Linked DNA regions of Sus scrofa: region 1 is linked to region 2. A link is a contact called in public Hi-C data. All regions are on one chromosome and are shown on one strand. Each heading gives the region's core, a stretch centred on a gene start, on an enhancer-like site or on the middle of the called end of the contact. The rest is flanking DNA. Distances are from core to core; before and after follow the strand shown. Region 1 holds the start of TIMM17A (mitochondrial import inner membrane translocase subunit Tim17-A). Region 2 overlaps NAV1 (neuron navigator 1).

Region 1 (3,687 bases), core at 270-2,769, 120 kb after region 2:
AAAGCAATACTTAGAGGACCTGGGTCTCTGGGGGTCCAGTGCCATCTCATCCTTGGCCCAGAACACCCACTTTCACCAAATAAGCCCTGAAGCATTGGATTACCAGCTCCACTCCACTCCCCCAGACTCAGGGTCAGTTCACTCTCGGGGACCCCAGTCCTTTTGTCTATGAGTCTTGTTGTCATTCCTTTATGTCACTGACCATTCAGCTCTTTTCTTCTAAGATGGAAGGGCTACTTCCAAGGGTGGGGTGACAGCTTTCTCCTCCAGCCAAAGGCTAAGTCCGAGGCCTCCTTGCCCAGCCCCAAAGAACTAGTTTTCAACCCGTCGAGCCACCATGGGAACTCCCTGAAGTGTTTTTAATTACATTCACACATTCCAAATAAGTAAGCCCTCCTGGACGCAGGCATCCAAGTCAGAGGACTGGTTTGAATTGTTGTTTTCACACTTCCAGACTAGCTTTATTTAGTTCTGTGGAGGGTTCAGTTCATTTCACCTTATTTCCAAGATTTGGGGGGGGGAACCTCATTCCCCCTGCAGTTTGCTATTATTTATTACAGAAACTTTTCCATGAAATAAATGTACACACATGTTTTGTTTCGTTGAGGATTTTTTTTTTTTTTTTTTTTTGTCTTTTTAGGGCCACACCCATGGCATATGGAGGTTCCCAGGCTAGGGATCCAATCGGAGCTGTAGCCACCAGCCTATGCCAGAGCCACAGCAACACAGGATCCGAGCCGTATCTGTGACCTACACCACAGCTCAGGGCAACGCCAGATCCTTAACCCACTGAGCGAGGCCAGGGATTGAACCTGCAACCTCTTGGTTACTAGTCGGGTTCTTTAACCACTGAGCCACCAGAGGAACTCTGGACATTTTAAAGTCAATCTCAGATGTTCAGGATGGAGACCTATAGCAGCTGTCACCTGACTGAGGTTTTGCTTTCAGGCCGATGGCCCCCAGCCTTTTGTCTCCTCCTCTGGGCTAAGCCCCCCTTACATCTCCCGGGATCATTTAGAGTGAGGTCCGGAAGAACTCTGTTGTTGCTGTCCCCCATGTTAAGGTCCCCCATGAATCACGGCAGCGCCCCAGGTGTTCACAAACATTCATGGAACGTTCACTACATTCCGGCCCCCCCGAGATAAAATATTCAGGTACTGCCCATCTTAAGGAGCTCCGTGGCAGCAGTGGGGGCCTTACCGACCCGTCGAAGTTGGCAGCAGTAATTCGCACTTGACAGCCGGGTACTAAAACAGAGAAAGTCATTCGGGAGGTTCGAGTTACAACGGCAGTTTTGTTTCGGGCCCCACCAGGCCCCGCAGCTTCAGCTCTGGGTACCTCTCCTCACCTGGGATTCCCCACGCGGCCACCCACACGCACCGCCCCTCCGCCTCGGAGGCCCGCCCCTCTGGTCTGAGCCCCGCCTTCCGCCCCGCGGCCCCGGCTTTCATTGGCTGCGGGAGGAGGTGGCGAGCCAATCCCCGCAGATTCTAACGCCCTCCTCCCGGGATCACTTCCGCCGCCGGGCCAGGCCCCGCCCCGTTTACCCGGCATCGCGGCGCCGCGGAGTCAAGATGGAGGAATACGCGCGCGAGCCCTGGTGAGCCTTCTCGCCGAGCTGCCTGCCTCCCGGCCCGGCTCGGCCCAGCCTGGCTCCCGAGGCGAGACCGCTCAGCGCCAGGCTCGGCGGCGCCGGGGCTATAGGCACGCAGGCGTGAGCGGCCGGCTTCTCAGCCGGTGACCTTGCGGCGACTCGAGGGCGCCCCGGCTCAGCTGTGCAGACGCGGCCCCTGTCCGACCTGCGGGTGGGAAGCAGCCCCTCTGCCCTCCGGCGACCTTGGCTCGTCCTTGTGCCCGCGTGGCTCAGCCTGCGTGGGGAGGGAGCCAGGCCGAGGAGGCCGCTTGGGGGCGAGGGCCGGGCTGGGGACTCTCCCGTGGGGGCGAGGCGTGTGTTCTCGAAAAGCCACCGACGGGAGTCGGTCCATTCGATGTTTTGGGGCAGGGGGCTGCCTGTGCTCCGCAGTCGCTCGGTCCTCAGAAGGAAAGCATGGAGGAGTCCGACCTGCAAAGTTTGAGGCTTCTGGGGTCAGGAGTGAAAATAGAACGTGTTACTTGGGTTAATCACCGGTGCTTTCCATCTGTCGGAAGGGGCCAGGGCTTTCTGTAACGAATCGTGCCAGCAAAAGCCATGTTGCCTGCTTTGTGCTTTTTTTTCCTCCCTGAACTGAGATACAGAGTATTACTTTGCAGAGCCTCCCAGTTCTTTAAATTTCCCTTCTCCAAAGGTGATACCCCTTCCTGGGTTGTACTCAGGTGTGCAGGACTCAGCATACTATACTGCTCATGTCAGGTATGATAGGGCACAAGTTGGCAGGAGGGGAAGTTGTTTCACTTGGTTGTTAGAGGTGTTAGGGAGTGATAGTTGTCATCTACAAACGCATTTAATGGCCCCTTTGTGCTCTCTTACTCCGGATGTTCTGAAGCCGCATGGTCAGTTCAGTTCTCAGGTTGGCTTTGTCCTCAACTGCTTTGATCTTCTGGAAGACCCTGGTCCCTAAGGTCATCCAGGCTCAAACTACAAGCATCTTGCCCTCCCTGCACACCACCCCACCCAGCCCCCTTGCTGTCGTCGGAATTCTTTGAGGACTTGCGCTTTCAGTTCCTGTAGTCAGGACCTTACCTCTGTCCTTAATGCCTTTTACAGAAGCTTCTTTATTGTTTTCCTTCTGTCCTCTTCCTTAAATGTATGATAGGTACTTAATGGTCCTAAATACTTTCTTTTTTTTTTTTTTTGTCTTTTTGTCTTTTCTAGTGCTGCACCCGAAGCATACGGAAGTTCCCAGGCTAGGGGTCCAATCGGAGCCAATCGGAGCCGTAGCTGCTGCCTACGCCACAGCCACCCTAAATACTTTTTAATCATGTTTTCTTTTCAAAAGCCCTTAGTCTATAGGATGTAGTGGAAAGAATTTGGGGGCTTTGGAGTACTAGATTTTGTATTTAAATTGGTTCTACTAGGTTTTTTTTTTGTTTGGTTGGTTTTTTTTTTTTGTTTTTTAGGGTCGCACCCATGGCATATGGAGGTTCCCAGGCAAGGGGTCAAATTGGAGCTACAGCTGCCTGCCTACGCCACAACAATTCGGGATCCGAACCATGTCTGTGACCTACACCACAGCTCATGGCAACACCGGATCCCTAACCCACTGAGTGAGGCCAGGGATGGAACCCCTAGTTGGATTTGTTTCTGCTGGGCCATGACAGGAACGACTAGGTTTTTTGTTGTTGTTGTTTGTTTGTTTTTTGGGATTTTTTGGGGGTTTTTTTTTGGTCTTTTTAGGGCTGAACCTGCAGCATATGGAAGTTCCCAGGCTAGGGGTCGAATTGGAGCTGCAGCTGCCGGCCCACACCTCAGCTCACGGCAACACCAGATCCTTAACCCTCTGAGCAAGGCCAGGGATTGAACCCACATCCTCATGGATACTAGTTGGGTTTGTTAACCAGTGAGCCACGACGGGAACTCCTAGGTATTTTTTATTTGACCTTGGGCAAGTTACCTAATCTCTGAGTCCCTGTTCATCTGTAAAATGGAGAGGAGACAAATACTCTTTTGCAAAGTTAAAAGATAGGGATTCTATAAGAAAATAATCTAGCTTTCTTGAAAGTCCGAAAGGTACCTACAGTGTAGTTGAT
Region 2 (3,908 bases), core at 526-3,025:
CGAGGCTCTGTTCTGAGCAGCTCTGAGGAAAAGCTGCCTCTTCCGCAACAGAAGTGCTTTCCTGAGGGGGGAGGAAGTGACGCCTGACCAGGAGCATGTCCTTCCCCTCCCCCTTAACCCTTGTGCGCCCCCCCCCCCCCCCGGAGCAAGGGAGAGCGGAGAAAGCCGGCTGGAGGAGGCTGGCTCTGCTGGACTGCGCGCGTGCACATGCGCAGCTGGGCCCCCTGTTCGTGCTCGCTCTCTGCAGAATCAGAACCCCAGTCCCGTCCTTAGGGCTCTTCCTGGACCCCTAGCCCTCTGTTAACCCTTCGTGTTCTGCTTCTCTTGCAGTTCACGGCTCAGTGCTGTCCTTGGCCTCCAGCGCCTCCTCTACCTACTCCTCAGTAAGCAAGCCCCTCCATCCCCACACTGCACCCGGGACCCTCCTGGGGGTGGGGGCTCCTGGAGCTTAGAGCACGTGGTGGGCCCTTCTGGACCTCAGTGGCCTCCCCACCACTTCCTGAGCAAGTCTGGTGCCTTCTGAGCCCCTCCTTCGAAAGCGGAGAACAGTCCTTGTAGGGCTGTTCGGTGCCAGCCAGAGGGCAGCGTCCCCAGCCAGGTGACATGAGGGGGGGGGTCTCTCCAGGACTCCAGAGCCCAGCAGTGTGGGGAACCCTCCCAGTGCTCCTGGTGGCCTGGGCCGTGAGGGATGGTTGATCCTGAGGTCCGTTCTGGCCCTAACACCTACGCCTTCAAGTTGATGGCCATAAGGATGAGCTTCAGATCAGCCGGTTTCATCTGCCAGCCTTCTTGGCAGCGACAAGCTCCAGGGAGGGCTTTGTTAAACCGCGGTCTGGGGTCCGAGCCCACCTGTGAGGAGGATCCAGGGCCCGGATGCAGGTCTCAGCCGCTTGGCGTGCCCCAGGCCCCCTCCCTTGAGCTCTGTGCGCTGCCTTCTCCACGGTAACCGCCTCTCTCCCCCTCTGTGCTCCCTGCTTCAGGCTGAGGAGAGGATGCAGTCCGAGGTAGGGAGCCAGCTGTTGTCTCTGCTTGTCGCCATCACCGCCCCCGTCGCCTTCCAGAGCTTACACTTCTTCCGCCACCGTCAGTTCGTATCCCCTTCCTTTCACAGCAAATCCGGAAGCTGCGGAGGGAACTGGAATCGTCCCAGGAAAAAGTGGCCACCTTGACGTCCCAGCTTTCGGCCAACGTGAGTGCCCAAAAGCAGGGCAGCTGGTTGGGCCCCAAATTAGGGACGTTCAGCCAGAGGAGAACCGGCTGCTTCGGCGTCCTGTGGGCTTTGATCCCAGGGGAACAGAGGATTTGGGGATTGGCGCGTCTTCCCCGGAGCCCCGATGTTTAGGAAGCACCATTTTTACCCCCACCCTAATTCACAGGTGTGGGTGAAGTCACGTCCAGTGGCCTTTGAGCGTCTGGGTTCTCAGTGGTTCTGGGTGGAGGTGACAGAATTAGTTATGGGTTAGTATTATCCATCCCCAGAACCCTCTGCCTCTGCCCAGGGGTACATTCGTGCCTTTGTCATACCCACGTGTCCGGACAGGCACAGGCACAGAGCTGGGTGTTGGAGCCCCGTCTGGCCCCTGTGACGGGGCGTAGGGGCCCGGCCCCACCTCCCCGGCCCCTTGGCCCTCACTTCAAGTGGGGGCCAGCATGCTTTGTGGCTGTCTTCACTGAGAAGGAGTTTCTTCTTGGTGGCCTCTCCGCCCCACGGGATGGGGAGACATGAAGCTGCCTCCCCGACGAGGCGGCAAACAGGACATAGGAGCCCTTTTCCCCCAAAGCTGTAAACAACAGCTGAGCCGGATCTGCTGGCGCTGGCTCTCCAAGTGTTTGCACAAAGTAACCATGTCTGCAGCTTCCGCAGGCCTTTCTGGCTTTCTTCTCTCCCCTTCCTCCCTGGGGGGCCCAGCTGTCAGGCCTGGTCCCCAGCCCAGACTCAGGTAGCATTTCCACTGTATTTCAGCAGCAGTTTCCTCACCACAGTGGTTCTTCTCTTTCCCCCAAACTCTCATTTGTACACTTATCAGCTTGTATGAAGTTCACCCCAAGTCCTTAAAACTACGATTGGGGACCTATAAGAATTGTAATCGAGTCAAGATACATCTTTTCTCTCCCTGTGCCCCACCCCCAAGGCTGGGAAATTGGGAGGCGGAGTGAGGGGGGCAGAGGCCCCCCCCCCGACTCATTTGCACTCAGCCTCCTGCTGGTGAGACTGGGCGGGAGCCCAGAGGATGGGTTCAAGGGTGACTCTCTTAGGACAGGAAGAGAACAGGCTGAACCCGCAGACCCGCTGGCCTGGATTTTGGATGCAGGCTTTGACTGAGGGTCAGAGCCCTGCCTCCAAGCCGGGGCTGCAGCGCAAGGACCCCCACTTGTTCTCAGGATCCTTGACTGCAGACCTTGTGCCCTGTTCCCCGGACTCCCCAGCTGTCCGCCCTGGGGCACCTTCCAACCCCTACCCCAGATGCCAGCCTCCTTCCAGCACCTCGGCCAAGCCCTGAGGTCATCCAGGCCCCTCTGGGGCTGGGGGTGGTGGTGGCAGCACCCCCAGAGGAGGGGGAGCCCACTCGGCAGGAGGCCAGCACGGAAAAGCCCTCAAGAAGGGGGTGACCTGAGGCCAAGAAGGCACGGACTCCCTGGACCAGAGACGCCTCCCTCAAGCTGTGTCCCCAGGGTGGTGGTTGGAAACTGGAGTTGGCCACAGGGAGGCAGAACCTCTGGGGACGGGAAGCAGTGGGGTCACAGTGTCCCTCACTTGCTGGGTCACCGTCTGCTTGGTGCCCTCACTGATGGCTGTTCCTCCTTCTGAGCACGCATCTGCCTCTCTGGTCCCAAGCCGATAGAGCTGGATGGAGCTCCAGCCCACCTTCCCCTACCTCCCCCAGGTCCCTGGGGCGGCTCTCGAGGCAGGCCCGCCACCTAGTGTCCAGACTGCAGAATTGCTCTGAATCCTCCGCCCCCCCCCCCCCCCGCACCCACAGCTGCTCCAGCCCCCCAAAAGGAGCCCCAGGAAATGGTCAGGGAAGGAGCTTCAAAACACAATACGATTGAGAACCGAGGTCCCTGGGTGCAAGGGGGGCGATATGCCACACCCTTTCCATGGGGGTGGGGTGATGGAGCCCTGAGGCCAGCCCACAGGTAACAGCCACAGCCCCAGGGGGGATGGCCTTCCCTCGGAGCAGAGGGGCCATCCCACCCCCTGCCAGCCATGGGGCCAGGTCTCCAGAGCCTCCAAAGACCTGCCCCGCCCTGATGCAGTCTAGGCCACCTCACTGTTGGAGAAGCTGAGCCCCAGGAATTCCCTTCAGGCCAGAAAGGGAAATTCGTGTTCCGAAGCCACTAAGAGGCTGGCTGTCCTTGGTCAGCTCTGAGACCCAGGATGCCAGCTCTGTCCTTCCCCAGACTAGGGCAGCTGGGGAACCTCCATGGGCCTTTGTTTCAGGCCAACCTAGTGGCAGCTTTTGAGCAGAGCCTGGTGAACATGACGTCACGCCTACGGCACCTGGCAGAGACGGCCGAGGAGAAGGTGAGAGCCAGGGCAGAGGGGGGACAGGCCAGGCTCCCTCCCCTTCTGTCGCCCTGAGTCCTCCATCTGCCCAGCTGGCCGCTTCCCCACCCTTCTCTATCAGACCCAGGGGGCCCCAGGGCCCAGCCCTTGCTGGGCTTGGAGGGGATGCTCCCAACCCCAGACAGCGAGGCACCTTGGTTTCCCTCTCAGGACACTGAGCTGCTGGACCTACGAGAAACCATAGACTTTCTGAAGAAGAAGAACTCAGAGGCCCAGGCCGTCATTCAGGGAGCTCTCAACGCCTCAGAAGCCACGCCCAAAGGTAGGCCCTCTGGCCACAGGCCCAGGGGAAGGGGTGTTATTGCAGGCTTTGCTCGGTGCCCAGGGCGCCAGTCCCACA

What was found. Hi-C and Micro-C count contacts between places; a contact is called where the count stands out from the background.
Region 1: a Hi-C map of skeletal muscle shows a contact between it and region 2, with 3 times the contacts expected there. The contact joins the promoter of TIMM17A here to the enhancer-like site in region 2. A contact is called at or near these places in 4 of 47 Hi-C or Micro-C datasets (embryonic fibroblasts, liver and skeletal muscle) and 2 of 2 datasets of contacts at active chromatin or transcription factors (alveolar macrophages and skeletal muscle).

What each region holds. Positions count from the first base shown.
Region 1 is chr10:24,198,826-24,202,512 of Sscrofa11.1, forward strand. It overlaps TIMM17A (mitochondrial import inner membrane translocase subunit Tim17-A), which reads left to right and starts at 1,520. Exons shown (of 6, transcript XM_021064526.1): 1 at 1,520-1,600. The coding sequence starts at 1,575.
Region 2 is chr10:24,081,181-24,085,088 of Sscrofa11.1, forward strand. It overlaps NAV1 (neuron navigator 1), which reads left to right. Exons shown (of 31, transcript XM_021064517.1): 13 at 331-383; 14 at 1,112-1,189; 15 at 3,443-3,526; 16 at 3,719-3,830. Among named protein-coding and RNA genes, the nearest start is that of IPO9, 27 kb to the right of the region's middle. Within about 2 kb of position 1,776, at least 19 of the 83 cell types and tissues checked have an H3K27ac peak or open chromatin away from gene starts, as enhancers often do. A contact at or near this core is called in skeletal muscle, where this site is marked.